Regions from separate parts of the Mus musculus genome. Here region 2 is linked to region 1. A link is a contact called in public Micro-C data. All regions are on one chromosome and are shown on one strand. The core of a region is the stretch at or near the end of the contact, and the rest is flanking DNA. Distances in the headings are between cores, read along the strand shown. Region 1 overlaps Ebag9 (estrogen receptor-binding fragment-associated gene 9). Region 2 holds the start of 2310069G16Rik (RIKEN cDNA 2310069G16 gene).

The links. A called contact is a pair of places that touch in the nucleus more often than the background predicts.
Region 2: a Micro-C map of embryonic stem cells shows a contact between it and region 1, with 2.4 times the contacts expected there. The contact joins the promoter of 2310069G16Rik here to the enhancer-like site in region 1. A contact is called at or near these places in 7 of 39 promoter capture datasets (the 3T3-L1 cell line, cranial neural crest, hippocampal neurons and 3 more), 2 of 484 Hi-C or Micro-C datasets (cochlea and embryonic stem cells), 1 of 115 datasets of contacts at active chromatin or transcription factors (astrocytes) and 1 of 9 other capture datasets (pancreatic islet).

Annotation. Positions count from the first base shown.
Region 1 is chr15:44,629,703-44,634,371 of GRCm38.p6, forward strand. It overlaps Ebag9 (estrogen receptor-binding fragment-associated gene 9), which reads left to right. Exons shown (of 7, transcript NM_001357691.1): 5 at 403-510. Among named protein-coding and RNA genes, the nearest start is that of Ebag9, 13 kb to the left of the region's middle. Within about 2 kb of position 2,474, at least 8 of the 459 cell types and tissues checked have an H3K27ac peak or open chromatin away from gene starts, as enhancers often do. A contact at or near this core is called in embryonic stem cells, where this site is marked.
Region 2 is chr15:44,785,661-44,790,329 of GRCm38.p6, forward strand. 2310069G16Rik (RIKEN cDNA 2310069G16 gene) reads left to right here and starts at 2,103. Exons shown (of 3, transcript NR_040309.1): 1 at 2,103-2,230; 2 at 2,825-2,963. It also overlaps a transcript of Sybu not described here.

The DNA of each region.
Region 1 (4,669 bases), core at 1,224-3,723:
AGACTTATGCATTTATAGAGAAATCCCATAAGTTAAAGATGCTTCTATCCTAAAGATATACTTCTAATAGGACATATTATCCATGCTATATTATTTTGTTTAATAACTGAAAGTGCCTAATTATATTTTAGGAATCCTTATAAGATCGGAAGAAGAAAAAAATTTTTTTTGTATGTATCATTTTACACAGGAAAGACAGAGACAGAGAGATGATGATATTTAGAAATTAGAATTTGGAGGATGTATGTTACAATTGCATGGGAATTTTGGTGAATTCTTAACTACATTCTACATTTTAAGGCAGAAAGCACAATCTAAGCCATTACCAGATACCCCAATCAATTATTTTCATATACTTTTGTGTCAAATATCCTTATAATCCTATTGTAATTTATCTTTCAGATTGTCATTAAGAAGAGAGAACCATTGAATTTTGGTGTCCCAGATGGTAGCACGGGTTTTTCCAGTAGATTGGCAGCTACACAAGACATGCCTTTTATTCATCAATCTGTAAGTGTGTTAATGAGATCTAGAGAAAGATTTAATCTTTTTCTTTTTTTAAGAAGAAAAAAAATAAAGGAACAGATTTAAAAGTTCATGAGAAGTTGATCTATAGCTTTACCAACCTAACATCTTAAGGTTAAAAACTATGTTGGATACTTATAGTCAGGGTACCACTATACACAGACAAAGTAGAGACAAAAAGTTGATGACATTTAGAAATTAGAATTTTGAGGATTTACCCCCAAAATTATTAAGGTAAGTTTTGACTTATGAATTGTTTTCATCAAAGAGTAAGTTTACATTTAAAGTGTGATATAATTTAAGATGAGTTAGATTTAAGTGAAACTATAAAGGCAAAAGTGGTGACTAGAAAGTTAGGGTTCCCAACACCAATGGAGTATATCAGAATGAGCCAGGAAGCTTGGTCAACCAAAAATGAAAACAAAATTCCCACAATATCCAGATACCTCCACAGGCCTCTGTGTGCTTTGAGTAATTGATTACTCCAGCTAACAGTTTTAAACCCTAAATAAAATTGATTGTGATAGCAATGAACATTTACTATCTCACAGAATTTCTGTGTCTAACACTCCAAGGGTGATTGAACTTGATCATTCTATGTCAGGGTTTCTAGTGCGTTTATAGAAAACAGTTGCTACATTGAGACTAGTCAGCTGCAGATTTGATGGTTCAGTAGGACTGGTGTGCTCACCTTGAAAGGTTTACAGGAAATCTTTATTTCTTAAGTGTGTACTCATGTATCGGGTTGGTTGGATTTCCTTGTGGCAGTCCCAGGGTATGGGAAGAGGAAGGGATTGATTATAGTGCTTAGGCAGAATTAAAGGTTTACAACACAATTAGAAACAATAACACTTACATGGTGCTATGAAAATATAACATTATAGAAATTCTACTTTCATATCTTTTTTTTTTAAAATGACCTAGTACATTTTATTAGGTTCCATGGAGGGCTTGGCTGAGGGATTATTTATAGTGGCAGTTACCAATGTCTATACTACTGAAGAAAATGTCTCTCCTGTAGCTGCCAACGGCCACAGGAACTGGGTTCCTGAGTGGGAGGCTGCAGCTGTAAGGGAGGAAACAAGACCAAGAAGAAACAAGACCAAGACAGATTTCTGATCAAGGCACCATGTTTACTAAGAGTCTGTGCTTATAAAGGGGGGAGGCCCATCCCCTGCCATGCCAGGCTTCTTGATGCTTTGTTGCCAAGTTGTTAGCACTTAGTCTGCTAGAGGTGTTAACATTAGGTCGCCAATTCCACAGGTTGTCAGCTATCCCAGGAATATCTCAGGAAGACAGGTTCAGCTTCTCAGAGAGTAGCAGCATCTTGGAGAAGAGCAGAGCAGTGTAGGTGACAGAGCAATAGAACAGAAGACTCCACTCCATACCCCAGGTGGTCTCATTCACAGTGGCAGCATAGATCTGAATCAGCCTGCTCAAGGCTGGGGGAGGCTACAATTCCTCCCTAAAGTTAGCTGGACTGGGGCATAAAATTTATTTCTCCATGGTCCTGCCTGGGAATTATGGTGGCTGGCAGCCATGTCTGGCTTGGGACTTAGATTTTCTATGAACTATTCTTATCCGTCATGGAAGAATGTGTAGCTTGCTTGTGTTTATTTTGTACAAACACAGCTCTATGGTGTTACTGTGAATAAACCATGGCCTCTTGGCACATACCTCTGTCTTAGATTTTGAAATAGTCCAGAAATCTCAGTGGCCCATCTTTGACTAACCGGCCCCCATAGCACACCTTATTCCCAATCAGACCAAAGCCATAATATATACTCAATACATTTCTTCATATCTATGAATTTCTGCCACCTGTGCTTGCTGAAGGCAAGCCTGCATGCTTGTAGAAGATGTTGACTGACCTGCTTGAAACACAAAGCCAAGAGTTGAAAAGCAACATAGGATTTGTGTTTAAAGGATAAAGTCTGTCTGTGGGGAAGTCCAGGTACTCTATTCAGTTGCAAATTAGCCAGGATCAAGCTCAAACTCTGGCCTCCCAGTGTGGGGGGAGGTGGCTTTGAGAATCACAGAAAAACTGTTACTTCTCATGTAAATAGGCTATGCACCAAGTTAACTCTGCTAACTAATAAAGATTTTTAGCTGCCTTCATAATAGGAATCTAATGTTGGAATTATTACTAGACCAATCTAAGATTGAGTCAGAATAACTGGTCACATTAAAGGAAAGAGAAGAGTCATCATAACTCCTTTTGACTAATTTTTCTAAGTCAGTTTCCATAGTCTCTAATGTTCTCTGTCCCATAAGGTTAAAAAGCTTGAAGCAAGGCAGCTTAGCTTGTCTAATCTGGGACAGAGGCAAGCAAAGGTGGGTCAAGAACATATACCCAATATAGTTTTCTTGTCACAGTAGTCAGGGCACTCATCAAACTCACAGGTCAGCCTGTCACTCGAATCATTCTGGCAGCTGTAATGTTCTTGCAGCATTCTATGGAGAAAACACAAGCATGCCCTCTTCTCCATATTAAGTACCTGTTCAGGATCATGCCATATGCCAATAAGTGGATCCTTTTCATCTTACCTAGGCATGCATGAATATGCCTCGTTTTGAGATACTATAAGGCATTTAGTAAGTTCTTTGACATCCAAATTTTAAAAATTAAAAAATAAAAATGTGATTTAAATAATGTGCATGGGGATATAATTCCTTCCCTCCTTTGTTTTTTAAGAAGATATAGTTTTTAAAGTTTTACAATACCTTGTCTTTGAGAATTATAAAAAATCTCAGTAACATGGATAACAATAAATTGTTGACAAAACATCTCAAACAATAAATTGTTGACTGTAATAGCCAGTTCCATTATCTGTTTTAATCTGATTTGGAACACCAAGTATAAAAAAATTTAACATAGGCAATGACTAATTGCACTCTTAGTTGTTTCTCTTGTAGAGCAGTTGTAACTAGAAAGCCTGAAAAGGTATCAATAGTCACATGTGCATACTTATTTATTTATTTATTTTTAATCAGAAATAAGTATCCATTTGCAATAATTGATTAAGTATAAGTCCTCAAGAATTAACATCATTATGTGGAACAGGCAGAAACTGAGAACAATTCTTCATAATTTGACATGCACATTCTCTAAAAATACCAAAATGTTATCTTAAGCCATTACTATTTTGATGATGTAAAGAATGAGATTATATGCCTAATTATTCTTGTGTTAGGCCTGTAATCTGCCTGAGATATAAATCTAGCGTGGCATTGCCTTAAGAGGTCTTGTCCAGGCAATCTAGAACAAATTCTTAAATGTCCAAAGACAGTCTTCTTAAAAGAACTTTTTTTTTTTTGGTTTTTCTAGACAGAGTTTCTCTGTATAGTCCTGGCTGTCCTGGAACTCACTTTGTAGACCAGGCTGGCCTCGAACTCAGAAATCCGCCTGCCTCTGCCTCCCGAGTGCTGGGATTAAAGGTGTGCGCCACTATGCCTGGCGGTTAAAAGAACATTTTCTTCTTATGAGTTGTATATGTATAAACAATTGCAAATTTGAGAATTCATAGTATCTAAGAGATGAACAATTTTAAGCAATTGTAAGCTCTGAGCTATATATGTGTGTGTGTGTGTGTGTGTATATATATATATATATACACACACACACACACACACACACATATATTGACTATTAACATACAAATTAAAGCTTGTTTATTCAACATTTAAAATATCGTCTACAGCACACAATTTATCTGTGCTGAAGCAGGAGGAAACTTTCCTTTAGAGGCATTAGCTAATAAAATACTTTCATTTAAGAAACAATATACACTGAAAGATTCAATCTTTTAGCTTCTTGTACTGAAGCAGAGACAATAAAAATGTTTCTTACATAATGTTTGCCCCATACCTAGGGGCAAAACCTTTTAATGGTCACAAACCCACTAGAATTGAATCCTTTACAATTATCAGGATGCAAATGAAAAAACAAACTTCCAAATCTATAACAATTTTATATGGAGTAAGCAGGCCAGATATATCTGGATAGATCTGCAACAATGTTCTTTTAGCTAAAAAGAAATTCCCCTCAAGGTAGGGAGAGGTGAGGTCCCAAGAACTTCCCTAGGCAAGGTTTGCAAAACAAAAGAAACAAACACAAAAAGGCCACACAAGCCTTTGCTTCTCT
Region 2 (4,669 bases), core at 853-3,352, 160 kb after region 1:
ATGTTTTGTGGATGCTTGGATTTATAAAAAAATAGATAATATTTGGAATTTGGTGTACTTGTAAAATGACTTTAAAGAAACACTTTTATTGTGAAATAATTATAATTTCATAGGAAGTAGAAAAGGAAGAGAGAGATCCCATGTACCCTTCATCCAGTTTTTGTTTTTGTTTTTGTTTTGCCAGCAACTATATTTTATAGAGCTATAGCACAACACCATCAGGAAATTGACATTGTGCTATATGTCTAGAGATCTGACATTTTGTCGTTTTGTTTGTGAAACCATCACAATCAAGATGCACAAGCACGCCATCATCTCGGAGTTTACCTTCACACCTTACCACGTTTCTCTAACATTGTGGCTAAGCTCAGCAAATCACTTCTACTTTGTAAATCACTAACTTATACAAATATACAGAAACTTCCATGTCTGGATTTTAGAGTATGCTGGTTTCAAATTTGCCACGGGCTAATTATTCACACCCCTGTTGACTTTTTTGGCCAGTCTCAGTTGCTCATCTATAAAATGAAAGTCTGGAGATTGTGATATGTATCTGTGGGTAAAGTTGCTTGCCTCCAAATTCACTAACCAGAGCTTCACCCCCAAACCCGAGGTAGTAGGAGAGGATCAACTTCTAAAAGTTGTCTTAGGAACTCTACACAGGCTCCAGGAGACAAATGGACTCAAGGACATATGCATGTGCACACAATAAATAAATAAACAAATGAACAAACAAACAAATAAATAAAATGAAATTGAAATCCAATAGTTTTCAGAGTGGCACACTTAATATATCTGGTTGTTTAGTTTTATTAAGATATTGCCTTAAGGATTGTAACTATAAAGCCCACATTAAATTAATGAAATATAACTTAAAATAGATTGAACAGTGTGCTTTGCATGGATTTTCATTTAAACAGTGCAACTGAAATATGCTGCTTTCAAAGTAACAAATGTACTATTCCCTCAATGCTACATGGAGAAATTTTGGCACAGAAGGCCTGCTTGGTTTCTTTTGCTCCAAGGGTTTCCTTTGGGGATAGAAAAGACACCATCTCCCAGATGCACCTCATGAAACACCGAGCTGGCATTGCTACAGCAGAGACTAAAATGCAGATTCTGAACTGCGATGGGTTCAAGTTTGGCTCTTTTCTAGAAAAAGACATTCAGGAGTTGAATTGCCATGCTCTGTGATCATGAAGCAAGACACCTAGAAAGGACCCTGAGAATCAGCAGTAAAGTCTCTCACTTGGTTCCACTGCACTGGAGAAGATAAAAACACCAGGAAAAAAAAAAGTGTTCCCCCAAGTGCCTTCTTCATTTGAAGGCGTAGGTGTCTCCCCTCACACCAATTTAAGTTTCCATATTCCTTCGTTTGGTTGGTTCTACAGCTCACTCCCTAGAGTAAGCTGTTAACACCACCCATTATGAGATGTTCAACCTCTTCAATAACATAGCAATGAAATCCAGATTAATCTTTTCACCTCGGATAATCTTTATGAAAAATCGCCTAGGAAACACAAACATGAAGACTGCAGACTTGAGAACCATCTATCCCCCAGAGGCCTTTTGGAGACATCTTCGCTTTCTAAAGGCGTCATTTCCAAGCCTGGCTTCTGAGCAACACTAAGCAAGGGACATGCAACACTGATTGCCAACATGCTGGTCTAGCCAACCTGATTGTTGCAGATTCCAATTATATCCTTTCAATAACCAATCAGACAGGGACACTTTCGCCTTGGTGTCCCTCTGTGAAGAGCACCTCTGTGCCCAATTTCCCATGAGCTCCTTGAGTTTGTCCAGAGCCCCCTGGGTGCCTTCTTCAATGGAAGGGGAAGTTCTGGAGTCAGCAGTCCACTCTGACTTCACTGAACCCAAGGCATTGGTTGCGGTGCCCGCAAACATTGACACCAAAGCGTGCATCTTACCGTTTCCTTTGCAGACCGTGTCCATTGCGCTGTCCAGACAGTGTCCCCAAATGCCCTAGAGGCTTGTGCTGGACTGGGCCGCCGGCCGGCGACACAGCGCGTGGCAAGCGGTTTGCGCTGGGGCTGGAGGAACCAGCCCCGGCCCGCTCCGCCCGCGCCGCCAGCCCGGTTAGCACACGTGGTGCGGCAGCTGCCAGCGCGCTCCGGTCCCCTCGGCCTCTTGACTTCTGGAGCCAGCACGGCGGCACCTGGGGCTTCGGAACACGTGGGGACAGTCGCCGGAGGCCGGAGACTCTGTACGGGTAGGTGGGGGCGCATAGACGCTAGCGACCAGAGGACCGATTACCCCTAGGGTTCCTGCTCTGGGGCTCACAAACCCAAGGTCAGGCCGCTGTCACCAGGGCCTGTGTGGCTCACAAGCTCCGGCTTCAGATTCAGCTCCCGGCAGGGTGTCGCACTGCAGTGCCTCCGTTTCCCGCCAGTTGGGGGAGCCCCATCTAGGGCGGGAGATGGGTTGTCTGTATTGCAGGGCTACTCGGAAGCCCTGGGGGCGGCTGTGGGCCTGAGGCAGGAGTATTCTGATCTCTGAGCAGGAGATCTAAAAGCCAGGAAACCGTAGCACGAACCTAAGGGGGCCTTTGAAACATCTTGCCTTTGGAAAAATTCCGTCATCAAAGGCTGCTTGGGTTCACAAAAGGAGACAACATTCCCAACTAGGGAAAAGCATTTATGCATCTGTAAGCCCTTTTTCCAAGTTCACCAATTACCTTTCCCCCGTCCTCCAAACAAGGTACTATCTAACTGTTCTGATTTCTGATCTGGAGACATACATGGCCATTTACTTTCTAGCTATTAGAAGATAATAGGATTGATAACAATAACAATTTCTTGAACAGCTTGTGAAATGGAGAGAGTATTTGTGCTGATTTTAGAAGAAGCTGAAAAGCCTCAGGAGGCTGGAGAGAAATCGTGTTTTAATTTGATAGCACAACTACAAAACTAAGCATCAACTTCTCTACCTGCTCTTCTGGAAAGGTAAGATTCTGAAGAAACCAGTAGAAGGATGTTTGCTTTCATCAAAAATGCAGTTCCAGGTAGTCCATCAGAAAGTCCAAGTCCTCTAGAACTATTCAGAATGAGTGTGATTGCTCCTCCTCCCATAAGCTAAGGGGTGCAAGGGCATAGTTGGCTAAACACTTGCAAGTGAATTTCTTTCTGATTTTACATGTACTCTGTATTTGTGTCCCTGAAGGACATATTCTGCAAGAAAGGCTGCTCTTTTTCTATCTCATCTCCCCAACTCTCTGGATAACACCGTTTTCCCTATTGTTTTGCTCACAGATAGTTTTAAGTAACCCCCTCCCACTTCCTTGCCCTGTCCTGCCTCCATCTCTCTTTCCCTTTACATCTTGACATTAATAGATGCACTTTGCCACTCCCCCACCCCTGTCCAGGTACCGACCTTTGAATTTAACCTTCAAATTTTAATAGATAGGTGCAAATTCCCAGTGTGGCTTTTGGTTAAAATTGCTGGTTTTCCTGTATATTCTTCATTAGCTTGGTTTAGGTTCTCTTTGTACTGTGCCCTTGGGATTTGGTTTCCTCTTTCTACATCCCAGGCTTCCAGAGTGTCTGTGTTAGATATTGTGTCCCTTGAACTACATGTGAGTCCTTCAAAGATCACTGTGGAGCTAGAAGAAAAGTACAATAGAAATTCAGATGATTAGTTTCAAATGAACCAGTTTGTCCCTTACAACATAGATTCTACCTGTTTGGAAGGAAACATCACTATATTCTTATATAGAAGACTGAAACAGGTACACTGGGCATTAAAAACACTGAGTGTGGTACATTGGGTGTAAGAGTTTGAATGCAAGTGGCAGGGGCAAGGAGTGGGAAGGTGTGCATGTGCTCACGAGTAGCTCCAGACCAGACCATCAAGATTAAATATGGAAGGATGAGAAGGGAAATTGTGGACAGAATGCTTTTCAGCAGAGTGGGCACTGGACTGATCACACTGTAGAACCAGGATGGATTGCTTCCCAACAGGAGTTTCGTTTATCATTCCTTGGCAGCATAGTGCATAGTTATTTTTTTTCTTTCCATTTTTTATTAGGTATTTAGCTCATTTACATTTCCAATGCTATACCAAAAGTCCCCCATACCCACCCACCCCCACTCCCCTACCCGCCCACTCCCCCTTTTTGGCCCTGGCGTTCCCCTGTTCTGGGGCATATAAAGTTTGTGTGTCCAATGGGCCTCTCTTTCTAGTGATGGCCGACTAGGCCATCTTTTGATACATATGTAGCTAAAGACAAGAGCTCCCGGGTACTGGTTAGTTCATAATGTTGATCCACCTATAGGGTTGCAGATCCCTTTAGCTTCTTGGGTACTTTCTCTAGCTCCTCCATTGGGAGCCCTGTGATCCATCCATTAGCTGACTGTGGGCATCCACTTCTGTGTTTGCTAGGCCCTGGCCTAGTCTCACAAGAGACAGCTACATCTGGGTCCTTTCGATAAGATCTTGCTAGTGTATGCAATGGTGTCAGCGTTTGGATGCTGATTACGGGGTGGATCCCTGGATAAGGCAGTCTCTACATGGTCCATCCTTTCGTCTCAGCTCCAAACTTTGTCTCTGTAACTCCTTCCAAGGGTGTTTTGTTCCCACTTCTAAGGAGGGGCATAGTGTCCACACTTCAGTCTCCATTTTTCTTGAGTTTCATGTGTTTAGGAAATTGTAT